3 separate regions of the Mus musculus genome follow, and all the other regions are linked to region 1. A link is a contact called in public promoter capture Hi-C data. All regions are on one chromosome and are shown on one strand. The core of a region is the stretch at or near the end of the contact, and the rest is flanking DNA. Distances in the headings are between cores, read along the strand shown.

Region 1 (3,724 bases), core at 984-3,483:
ACATGACCCCCTCCAACCCCCCCCCCCAAATATGCTCAAGCACACACACCCACAGACACACACAAGCAATAAACTACAAGGGTTTTGCCTACTTCTTTACACTTAACTGTATTAATACTTGCTAAATAAATGTTTCTAAAACTCCCTGTGACAGTAACCAACCTTTGAATAAAATTCCATCCTACTATCTGAGAGCCTGGCTTTTAGAGTGCCGCAGATTGCTCTGACAGCTGACATCCACATAACCAGGTCGGCATTCCGACTTGCTCCTGGAGGTGAATTTTCTCCACATTAGGAAGCCCCCGAGCCTCCCTTCCTAGAAGAAACCTTGGAACCTTTGGTGACGCTCTGTAAACCCAGAATCCTGGAGGATGAAGCAGGGGGAGCCTGAGTTACAGGTCAGAGTTACACATGAGTTGCAAAGCAGCCTGCACGACACAGTGAGACCCTGTCTCAATGAAAGGAGGAAGGGAAGCAAGCAAGCAGAAAAGTGTGCTTTAGGTTACTTTTGTTGTTGTTGGTTGGTTGGTTTTTCCAGACAGGGTTTCTCTGTGTAGCCCTGGCTGTCCTGGAACTCACTCTGTAATCCAGGCTGGCCTTGAACTCAGAGATTTGTCTGCCTCTGCCTCCCAAGTGCTGGGATTAAAGGCGTGCACGATCACGCCCGGCACTTTTTTTTTTTAAGTTATTTTATTATTTGCTTATTTGTTTCCAGGTGTAGGTAGCTCCGGTTGTCCTGGAACTCACTACGTAGACCAACCAGGCTATCTTCGAACTGGAGAGATCTGTCTCCCTTGGCCTCCCAAGTGCTGGGAGTAAAGTTCTGAGCCACTATGCCTGGCTTTTTGCTTTCCGTTTCAATCCCCAGTGTCCTGTAAAGGAAATCTCAAAGGAACTGCTGACTGTGCTTAGTATCTCCTTATGTCCTCACACCCCGAGGCCCCATTTTGACAGTTTATTCAGGTGACAGTCCTTCCAAATCCTGTTCTAGGCTTTTAGGCCCTGATCCGGAAAAGAATCTTTCCTGGACATATACTCTCTTCCCAAAAGAAGTCTCCAGTCCCTCTTGAACAATATATTTATGGGTGTTGATCTTAAAGCCACAAGTGAGAGCAAGTGACAGGCAGGCAGGAACGGAAGGGGGCAGTATGAGAGTGGATGTGTGCTTACACGCCTTGGCTGTCTTTATTCTCTGGAGTTGCTACTCCCTCCAGTGGATGTTGGCAAACATCACTTATTTTCCCGGCCACTATTTAACAAGGGAGGGAAAACACGATTTCTTATCAACTTTTAATTTTTTTTTTTTCTGGTCGGGATCACAAAATAAGTTTCTTACCTAGTCCGGAGTTGACTGTCCAGCAGAAAGTACAAAATGAATGTGCTTGAAAGAATGAATAAACTTAGGAACTACGTCCCGCTTAAGCGGATGGCCTCTTATCTTTCCTGGGCAACTGGAGTATAATGACTCCAGGTGTGTTCTCCGGAGCTATTTGGGAGGAGGATCTTAACAGGAGGCCAGTGGTGGCACACACCTTTAATCCCAGCACACAGGAGGCAGAGGCAGGTGGGTCTCTCAACTCCAGGCCGGCCCGGTCTAAGGTGTGAGTTCCAGAACAGCCAGGGGCTACCCTGAGAGACCCTGTCTTGAAAAACATTCAGGTGAACTCTATTCCACTGTACCGAGACAGATCCATCCCTGGGGTGTTTTTAGTAAACTGAATGAGTGGGGCGTTTGCTTTCTCCTGACCTATTTCAGGGCGAAACCCAGAAATCCGTTTTAACTCAGAAATTCAAGAGACCTAGCAGCACCTCGGAGCCCCTCCGTGGTTTCCCCCCTAAAGGGTGTCAACCAGCCCAGGCCTCCCTTCCTGGGGAAGGCTCAGGCCTCCGCCCGACCCGAGCTGTCCGGAGGGCGGCCCGGGACCCGTCAGTGCGGACCGTCCCTGGAGCGTCTCACTCAGCGTCCCGAGCTGCTCCGAGTAACGGGCCGCACCCTCGGGATAAGAAACCACTTTTCCACATTTAACGCCCTCGCGCCCGACCCCTGGGCAGCCGCTGCCCGGGTGGTACCTGAGCCGCAGACCACGCAGCCGGCGACGACCAAGAGCAGCCATGTGGCGCCGCCGCCGCCCCCGGCCCCCCAGCACCGGGGCCCTGGACCAACCGCCGACCACACCGACACTTTGATTCCTCCCGCCATGGATGCCTCACACCGCCTCCTCCTCGCGTGCCCCTCCTCAGCAACTGTCTCCGAACGGGCAGCGCCGGCAGCCAATCGGCTGCGAGACCCGCCCCCACCCCCACCCGTGGAGCAGGCGGGGCCTCGCGCGCTCCGCCCTCCCGCGCCCCTAGGAGCCACACCTCCTAGCAACGCCAATCCTGGCAGTGACGACAGGAAGAGCCCGCCCTTTCCCCGCAATCTGCTTCCGTCCGCGGTTTATTTACAAATGAGATTGATGGAAAGCTTACCCAATAGGAAATCAGAATGAGAGGAGGCCTCCTGGACTGCGTGTTTCCATCGAAACGTCTCTTCTAGTTTTTCTTTCCTTTCTTCCTCGGCCCTTTTATGACATGCTAGCCAGTGGCAACTCTTCACGAGTAAGGTTCTCCCGTGACCGTTTTTTAAGGTAAAATGATTGCCAGCCTGTCTCCAAAGTTCTGAAATATTTCAGCAATAAGTACAGGATTATTGTGCGTTGTCAAGGTTTTGCAGGCATAAACAACGTTTGAAAATGTAGAGATAGAGCTGAGATAGAAACTCTGACTTCGATCCCCAGCACTGCAAGAAAAAAACAAACAGAAAACAAAACACCAAAAAAAAGTATTAATTTGGCTTCGGTTTCCTTTTTTGACTGAAGATGTAGCTAAACTGTGCACAAGGCCCTCGTTTCAATCACCAACGCCACAGGAATAAACTACAAGTCCCGAGCATTTCTGGTTTTGAAACGAAACAAGTGATAATTAAGACAGCTTATCCTCTCCATTTGGGAAAAAAAAAAAAAAAAGCCAAGGCTAAGAGAGAGAGAAAAAACACAAAGTAGGTTCTGAGCTCAAATCTAAGTTCTTTCTGTGGCTTAGGTGCCTCCCAGTACTTGCAGTCCAGGCACTGTGTGTGTAGCACTTACAGAAATTGAAAATTGAAGCACCTTTTTTTTTTTTTTTTTTTTTTTTTTTTGGTTTTTTGAGACAGGGTTTCTCTGTGTATCCCTGACTGTCCTGGAACTCACTCTGTAGACCATGGCCTTGAACCCATAAATCTGCCTGCCTCTGCCTCCCAAGTGCTGGGATTAAAGGCGTGCTTGTAATCCCATCACTTGGGAAGTTGAGAATGAAGGCTTGCTGAGAATTGAAGAGTAGCCAGGATTATAGAGTTTGAACCGTGAGAACCTGTATGTGTGTGTATATACATACATATATATACACACACACACACACATATATATACATATACATATATATATACACATACATACACACACACATATATATACACACACTTGTGTGTAGACACATGTATACATGTATATGCACATTTATACACACATATAGATGGCTTATTGCGATGGCTCGGTTGTGTAAACCTAGAACTCATATGACAGGAGAAAACCAACTTCTGCTCCCACAGGACCTCCATACTGACTCTGTGGCACACAATACCCCCCACACAATTAATGGATCGATTGATAAAAAAAAAAAAAAAAAAAAAAAAAAACTTTTAATGTCA
Region 2 (3,888 bases), core at 240-2,739, 1.1 Mb before region 1:
TGCATGCGTAAATGAGATGGCCACAGGTTTCCACATACTCTCCCACCAATACCAGAAGTTCAATCAGCCACCAGAAGCCTGCTTGTCCAAGCTGACATAGTTCCTCTACTCCCCACAGTCCCAGGCCTCTGCGCTTATCTGTCTGACTTCTTTTTCGGGCCAGCCGATGACGACCTGGGGCCTTGGGTTCTCTGCGTCCACTATCCCGAACATCCTCCTTGATCAGAAAACGGTGCTTCTGCCTCCGGGACAAGGGTTTCTTTCCACTGGACACACGTGAAAAATCACTGGGAAATTTAAGAGGTTCCTCATCATCATATTCTTCTTCCAACTCTTCATCTTCCCCCAAGGCTGGAGAGGTGCAATGGTGGCAAAGGCTGCTAGAAGAGCCATCTCCTTCCTCGGAGTAAGTTCCTTCGGGGACTCCAGGGCTTCCCTGGCAGTTACAAGCAGATGGAATGGAAAGAAAAGAAGGACTCCCATCCTCCTGGTACCCAGTCTCATTCTCTCTTGAGAGTTCCTGGTCCACTCCTGACTCTTCTGAACCTGTCTCGCTCTCATCAGGGTAGCCTCCTCCTCTAGGTGGTCCTGGACCCCTTGGAGGACCATGGCTTGGATCTGACCAGTGGGCTGGATTTGGAGGCTGTGTGTACTTAGGGCCGGAGTGCTCTTTGAGGCATCGTGTACCATTAGGAGCAGTCTCTGCTGAGTCCCTGAGTCCTGAGAATGAAAGTATTTCGGGGTCCACAGAGGATCCTGATGTACTGAGGGAGGTACCACCACTGCGGTGGGCTCCACACAACCTTCTTTCTCCCGGGTGCTTCTGGGCCATGACCCCGGGCTTCCTGAGGATTTTAGGTCACTGCCATCATTGCCTGTAACAAAGATATCAAGTTGGGAATGGTCAAGGATAGAACCAAGAGTTAAACAATCTCAAAATGACATATTCAATGTACCCACTCCCCAGGCAGTGTTAGCTCAAATTCGCTATCCCTAACAATAAACGTGAGTTAGGCAGACCACAAACCTGCTTGCACCAACCCGGACCTCAGAAACCCCCTTACTCCCGAAATCTTAATTTTTTTTTCTTCTTCCTCCAAGAAGCTAACAATCTTCAATCTGAGAAATGGGGGGGAGGGGGGGTGCCGCAAAGGGTGTGGTCGGGGCGGCGGGGGGGTGGGGGGGTAACTCTTAGGAAAAAAAAAAAAGACTGCCTGAAAGAGGGAGGCCGCAATCTGTCAGAAAAGGGTGGGGACCGTGCAGGGCTAGAGGAAAAGCTGAGGGCGGAGCTTCGAGGTGCCCCTGCAAAAGATTACCCGAGAACCCACCGACGGGGTACCAGGGGCGAAGGCGACGTACCGAGCAGCAGCGGTAACTCCTCCCTCCTCAAGCAGCTGCGCCTGAGGCCAGGGGGAGCTGCCAGGGGGAGCTACAGGAGCAGCTCCCCCGGCTCCGCCTCCCGCTCACGCTCCGCTTCCGCCTTCCGTCCCCGCCACGGCCGCTTACTTCCACTTCCGGGGTCACCGGGGGGGGGGAAAAGGTCGCGAAGGGAAGAGAAAAGCGCTTAGCCGAGGCTCTCACTTGCGCGGCGGGCGCGGAGTCAATCGAGGAGGCGGTGCTAGAGCATCCGGCCCCACCCCTTAAAGGGCCCTCCGCCTCCACGCAGGTCCCGCCGTAAGCGAGCTGAAGCCTGCGAACTGTACTCCTCGTCGTCGCTGCTGAAACGGAGATGAAGGGCGGCTGCCGAAGCACACACCGTCTTTGGCGTGCAGACAGACACCCAGGGCACGCAGAGGAGCCAGCGACCCTGCTCGCCCAGACCCTTCCCTGTCGGCTGTCCAGCCAAGAGGTTGCGGAGAAGTGTGTGTCCCGGACTAGCTAGCCCCCTAAAGAGACGCGACACTTCTCCTGGACCCAACTGGCGAGCTTCCACGCCGCCGATCCGCCCCCTGTGAACGCGGCGTAAGGGCCGGGCCAGGGAATGCGGCTAGGGGTACCTGGTTCCACGGAGCTCAGAACCTAGTCCAGCGTAACAGAACCCCGCACTCATCTGCGTGCTGCTTTGCATCTCATTTACATAGTAAGCTTTGGGTCGAAGCCAGCACGCTCCCCAACCCCTACGCAGACCCTGATGGAACCTCTCGTCTGCACTCCTTTAAAGCCTTACAGTTCTGCCAGTGTCCCTGCCAGGCCCGTCTTGCTCCACAAGTTTTTTTTTCCACCCATGAACACCCCCACCCAGCACTAGTTAAAAACCCTTCTCCGGCTCCCGACCACCCGGTTCCCCAGAAGACAATACTCCAATTCTCTGGGAAGTGGAAGAAACCAAGTTGGACCAGCGGGTGCTTTGGGACCCTATTTGGGCTTTGAAAACGTTAAGTTGGTAATTAATCTCCTTAGCATTCAGAGACCTTCCGTCTTAGTCTTGATGGGCGTCACAAAACTCTTCATTGCTATGGTTAGGGGGCGTCCCTCCTCCTAGATTAGAGAAGTGGGTAGCCTGGGTTCCCCCACAGACAGAGGTAAAGATTGAGGGGGCCCGCCCCGTGATGTCATCCTCCCCCCCCCCCACCCCATACACACTCCCTGTCTCCTTCCCCCACACACACCCCCGCCCCCAAGCTAATTGCATTTAGCTCCCTGGGTTTGGGCTCCGACTTGCCTGAGTTTAGGGAGCAACAGAGCACAGTAGCCCAAGGGGGTGCCTGCGGCCAACAGCCACCCGTGTGCCTAGGACCTCTGGGCTGGAATGAAGCTGGAGGTCTAGGAAAGCAATTCCACCCCTTTGCTCTCCTCAGCCCTGCAGGGTGGTGAGTAGTTAACACCCTTCCTGGTCTCTCCTTGTTTTGCGTCCCAAACTCTTAAGCGATTGAGAAGAGCCCCGGGAGGTCTCCAGTCCTTCAGCCTCAGTACCCTAAAGACGGCAGAAGGAAAGTGCATCCGCACCACCCTACTCCCGCAATGCCAACCTCTCATCGTCAGTGATCCTTCAGGATCAGCATCAAATCCCATTGGCAGCCCAGGCGTGCCTGGATGAGAGGGTGGGTGGAACAATTCCCGTGTGAGTCTGAGGCTAGTAGCAAGTGGATACCAAGATGTGAGGAGATTATCTGTGGGCAAGGCGCCTGCTTACTCCATGTAGGGCGATGGGATTTGGACTGGCTGTATTCGGCTTTCCCCAACCACTCCATCTCGGCATGAAGCCAAGACTTCAAAATCCGGACAGAGGCTGACTGGGTGACTCTTTAAGTCCTTATTTGAAACTTTTAAATGTCTGTTCCCTTTCTTCCTTGGGGGTTGCATTTAGCTTACAGGTTTTGGGCTCCGACTTTCAGGAGTTTAGAGAGCAACTCCAGGCCTGGGGAGCCGATGGCCACCCCCGTGCCTAGGACCTCTGGGAGCTGGATGAAGCTGGAGGTCTAAGGAAGCAATCCCACCCCTTTGCTCTCCTCAGCCCTTCAGGGTGGTAAGCAGTTGTTCTGAGACCCTAAGGTGACTCATCCTCTCCTCTTCCTTCCTCTCCCACGTTATTAACCCTACTCGGTCTGGTTCAACCGGGCTTAGTATTGAATTCCAACTGCAGATGAGAGGAATTGCTTTTTAGTTGGAACAAGTCATTTTTTCAAAAGAAATGGAAGTACAGAATCCCCAAGATTTGTGGTTTCTGCTTTCTATTCTCTTCCAGGTTTACCAGCCCCTGCCAGTTAGCTATGGATGGATGAAAGGAGATTTCTCTAACCTTCCATTCTGTGACCACCTTCTCTTCTACCATGGAAAAAGCCTCATTGCCTCTGACTATAACATCTCACCCAAGGCCCTTTAACCAACAACTCCCAGAGCCCCCAGCCCCGAGATGTGTCTTGGAACCCCAGGACAGCCTCGACTTGG
Region 3 (3,829 bases), core at 450-2,949, 1.3 Mb before region 1:
TAGAGAAGGGGAAAATGACAAGAGACCATGCTATTAAAAATAACCTAGAATTTGCCTGGAAATAACTCAGAGAGTTCGGCATGTCCTAAAAAGGCCTCCAGGCCTGGAACTCTAACAGATGGGGGGAAGAGGGGGGAGAGAGGAAGAGACGGAGAGGAAGCCTGCTACTGGCTAGAGACATCAGTTTCCTATCTTTCCCAAAGGTTTAGAGAGCAGACCCTTCTCCCAGATGACAGGAATAATGGAAGAAGAAAGATTAAGGCTACCCCCACCTCCAGTGAGTGAGAAATAAACTCTCATCTCTGTCTCCTGCCCCCAGACCAAGGAAAAGACAGTCCCCGAGGACAGCATCGATCCCAGTAATGGACACTTAAATGTGGCTTGTGCATTGGCCATGGGTGAGAAAGCCCTTTGGCGGGCGGGGGTGGGAAGCTTTCTTCCTGGTCTCACCTCCTGTCACATGTAGTAAGAACCAAGGATTTGGAAACACTGCAAATGTGTCTAGCTACCAGGGGTCCTGAAAAAAATGTCAATTATTCCTCAGCCTCGGGCTTCCTTGTCTCTCCCTACTGCTGAGATTTCTGGAGTTAGAAATTTCCTGAGGAGGAACAGAAGCAGCGTGGTATCTTTACTGTATCCTCCTGCTGCTGCTGCTGCTGCTGCTGCTGCTGCTGCTGCTGCTGCTGCTGCTGCTGTCTCTGGCGATGGTGGTGACAGCTGCCACCATTTCTTGCTACTGCTCAGACAGTCTCTATTTTTCAGACAGTCTCTGCCACCGTCTGTGACCATCACTGAAGACTGTCAGGCCTTCTCAGCTCTTCCTCTAGTCTCCCTGCTGTGTTAAGCCACACCACTCCTGGCCTCCATGCCCTGCAGTCCTCACGCTATCTCATGGTGATGCTTTGACAGTAGCTATTTCTGTTTTCTCTCCTCTTTGCCTCCCATGGCACCCTCATCCACTCTGCCCTTGCCCACTCGGTCCATCCTATGCAGAGGCAGAATGCTCACCCTCCCTTCCTGGAGCAGTTCACCCCTCTGAGGTAGAAAAGGAGCCAGAGATGCAAGGCTGGAGCAAGAATGCAAACGGAAGGGAGAGGCAGAAGGAAGAGGGTCTCTGGCAAGAATGTTGCTCTTTAACTCATCCCCCAAGGCAAGACTCTGAGTCTGAGGACCTGGACAATACGAGGCAAGGCTTCAAGTGTGAGATGCCTGTGGGCAGAGTACGGTTGAAAACCTGAGAGATGGATAGGTGAGGAGTTGGGAGAAAGGTAGCCCAAAGCTTGAGCCTGGGGACTCTGGGCGGGTACGGTGACTCACCAGCTCTGGGGTCGGGGCTGTAATTGTCGGTGCAGGGCCACCGAAAAGCCGAATAGGCTGCCGGGTTCTCCCTCCTTGCGTATGGCACCCATCACATCCAGATTGAAGGCGATAGCCGGTGGTAAGAACAGTCCAGCGAGCAAGGAAGTAATAAGATAGTAGATTCCGGGGGGCCGGAGAAAATCGCACCTCGGAATCCTGGCCATGGGATCAACGCTCTCCCAGCTAGTGCGAGGAAATCGTCGCGCGCCGGGAGCCCCAGGTCTCCCCGAGGGTGTTTCTGGTTTCCGAAATCTAGCTGATCTTTCCGGGTCTTCCAATCTTTCACCTCAGCACCCCTCTTCAGTCCCTTCCCGCTGCTGCCCCAGGACCAGCTAAGTACAACTACTGCACGCCTTGGGAGCACCGGCTCCGGCTCCGGCTCCGCCTCCTCTCTGGGACACCGCCCCAGACCCCGCCCCTTCCCGCCCCATGCCCCCAGCAGCAGATAGACTCAGGCGCAAGACCCAGGGTCCGGGGATGCCCAGACCCGCGGCTCAGGTCTAGCACCCGCCGCACCCATTGCCTTGCGCCCTGCCGCCCCACCTTTGCACTGTGCACTCATTCCTTCACCCACCCTTCCCCCCAAAAAGTGGAGGTTGAGCCCAGAAATGCGGAGAGAAAGAGTACAGTAAAAAGAAGAATCACAGAGAATTGAGATGAGGCTGAGAAGACAGATATGCTGATAAAAACAGAGGACCGGAAAGTTCCTGGGCCCTGATCTAGAGTGGTCCTTTACTGACTTCGCCTCCCCTGGAGACTCACAGCACACCTCGTAGGCTGTAAGAATCAAACCGCTCCTCATGCCATACAGCCCACAAATAACGAAGGCAGTATTAGCAAGTCACAACGTCAGCATTCAGAGGACCAGAAAGAAGTAAAGGCACAGACAGAAAACACTCAGCAGGGGTGGAGACTGGAGCAAATGGAAAGAAGGGAATGAAGAACAGGAGGAAGGTCAAGTTTAGCTCAAAGTCTGCAGTGAAGGAAAAAGAAAAAGAGTAAAATAAGAAATGCAAGTTAAACTGTGGAGAGGGAAGAGAGAGCTAAAAGGGGGCAAAAATGAAAGACACTGGACCTAAGAGACAAAGATCCTGCTATCAGGTCCTTCCAGAGACTGGTCATTTCCAACGCAACAAAAAAAGGATGGCAAGCTGGGTGTGGTAGGACGCGCTTATATTCCCAGCACTCAATAGGCAGAGCCAGGAAGATCTCTGTCATCTCGAAAGCAACTTGGTCTACAGGGAGAGTTCCAGGCCAGTCAGAGCTACAGAGTGCAGCCCTGTCTCAAAACCTAAGAGGGGGATGGGAAGCCAGGCTTGAAGACCCAGACCTGCAATCTCAGCAGTGAACAAGGCTGAAGTCAGCCCAGCCTACAAAGCTACATAGTGAATTGGTCTCTGAATGAATCAACAGAAAGGGGAATGCAGAGTTTTGGGCTACTTCAGATAGGAGTTGGATGATCTCCAATACCCAGACCCTGCCTCAAAAAAATAAAATAAAGAGTTCTCCACAGAGACCCAAGGGCCTACCCAACTTCACTTCCCTTCCCCCACTCTGGTGTAGAAGCAAAGGGAGGGACATTTTTTTCCATCTCTTTGCTATTTATAACTCTAATCAAGAAATGAGGCCAAGAGAAGAGATGGAGAATAATTTGGCAAAATAGTAGCCTCACCCCCTTCCACTTTGTCTTCTAGCTTCTCTTTCTTTTTTTTTTTTTCCAGGAATTATTTATTTGTTTTATGTCTGAGTACACTGTAGCTGTCTTCAGACACACCAGAAGAGGGCATCAGATCCCATTACAGATGGTTTTGAACCACCATGTGGTTGCTGGAAATTGAACTCAGGACCTCTGGAAAATCAGTCAGTGCTCTTAACCTCTGAGCCATCTCTACAGCCCCACTGGCTTCTCTTACTAGGCATTGGTCTTGCATGCACCCCTCTCTGACTGCTTTGCCTGAAGTTCTATTTTTACACACACACACACACACACACACACACACACACACACCTTGAGCATGTCACTCTAGAGATCTTTCTCAGACTATTTCTCAGTGGCTCTACCCTCCAAATATCCCATATTCTTGTGATCTCTCTTCTTCCCTTTCTTAAAAGCTGCTTCTGCTGTGTCCCCTTATCTCTTTTCTCTGTTTAGGATTATTCTTTGGCTCTTACTCTGATCATAGAACAATCTTTGCCCCCAGGACAGTTAAAATGCCTATGATAGTTTGGCCATTTTTGTAATGCTCGGCAGGGATGTAGCATGCCTCTAAACGGGTGCTATAAAAGAGATGGGTATGTAAGACAGGCAACAGGATTCTACCTTCAGTGTTCCCCAGTATTCCCTCTCCAGTGTGTTTGTGTCTCAGAGCTCCAGAAAGGAGATCATGTGAGAACACAGAAGGGCACAACTGGGATGGAACCCAGGACTTACGACTCCTCCCCAGACCTCTGACTCAGGTCAAAATGCCTT

What was found. Promoter capture Hi-C pulls out the DNA fragments that hold promoters and counts their contacts.
Region 2: a promoter capture Hi-C map of pre-B cells shows a contact between it and region 1, with 4 times the contacts expected there. The contact joins the promoter of Dnajc14 here to the promoter of Nemp1 in region 1. A contact is called at or near these places in 4 of 39 promoter capture datasets (the C10 cell line, cranial neural crest and pre-B cells) and 1 of 9 other capture datasets (adipose tissue).
Region 3: a promoter capture Hi-C map of pre-B cells shows a contact between it and region 1. The contact joins the promoter of Itga7 here to the promoter of Nemp1 in region 1.

The regions. Positions count from the first base shown.
Region 1 is chr10:127,675,574-127,679,297 of GRCm38.p6, reverse strand. It overlaps Nemp1 (nuclear envelope integral membrane protein 1), which reads right to left and starts at 2,233. Exons shown (of 9, transcript NM_001113211.1): 1 at 2,071-2,233. The coding sequence starts at 2,200. Gm16230 (a long non-coding RNA gene) reads left to right here and starts at 2,539. Exons shown (of 4, transcript XR_872178.1): 1 at 2,539-2,627.
Region 2 is chr10:128,803,155-128,807,042 of GRCm38.p6, reverse strand. Dnajc14 (DnaJ heat shock protein family (Hsp40) member C14) reads right to left here and starts at 1,489. Exons shown (of 7, transcript NM_001359825.1): 1 at 1,360-1,489; 2 at 1-875. The coding sequence starts at 832. Tmem198b (transmembrane protein 198b) reads left to right here and starts at 2,596. Exons shown (of 5, transcript NM_178066.3): 1 at 2,596-2,810; 2 at 3,686-3,888. The coding sequence starts at 3,771.
Region 3 is chr10:128,931,683-128,935,511 of GRCm38.p6, reverse strand. Itga7 (integrin alpha 7) reads right to left here and starts at 1,699. Exons shown (of 25, transcript NM_001330160.1): 1 at 1,318-1,699. The coding sequence starts at 1,523. It overlaps Gm46186 (a long non-coding RNA gene), which reads left to right. Exons shown (of 3, transcript XR_001779675.2): 3 at 1-562.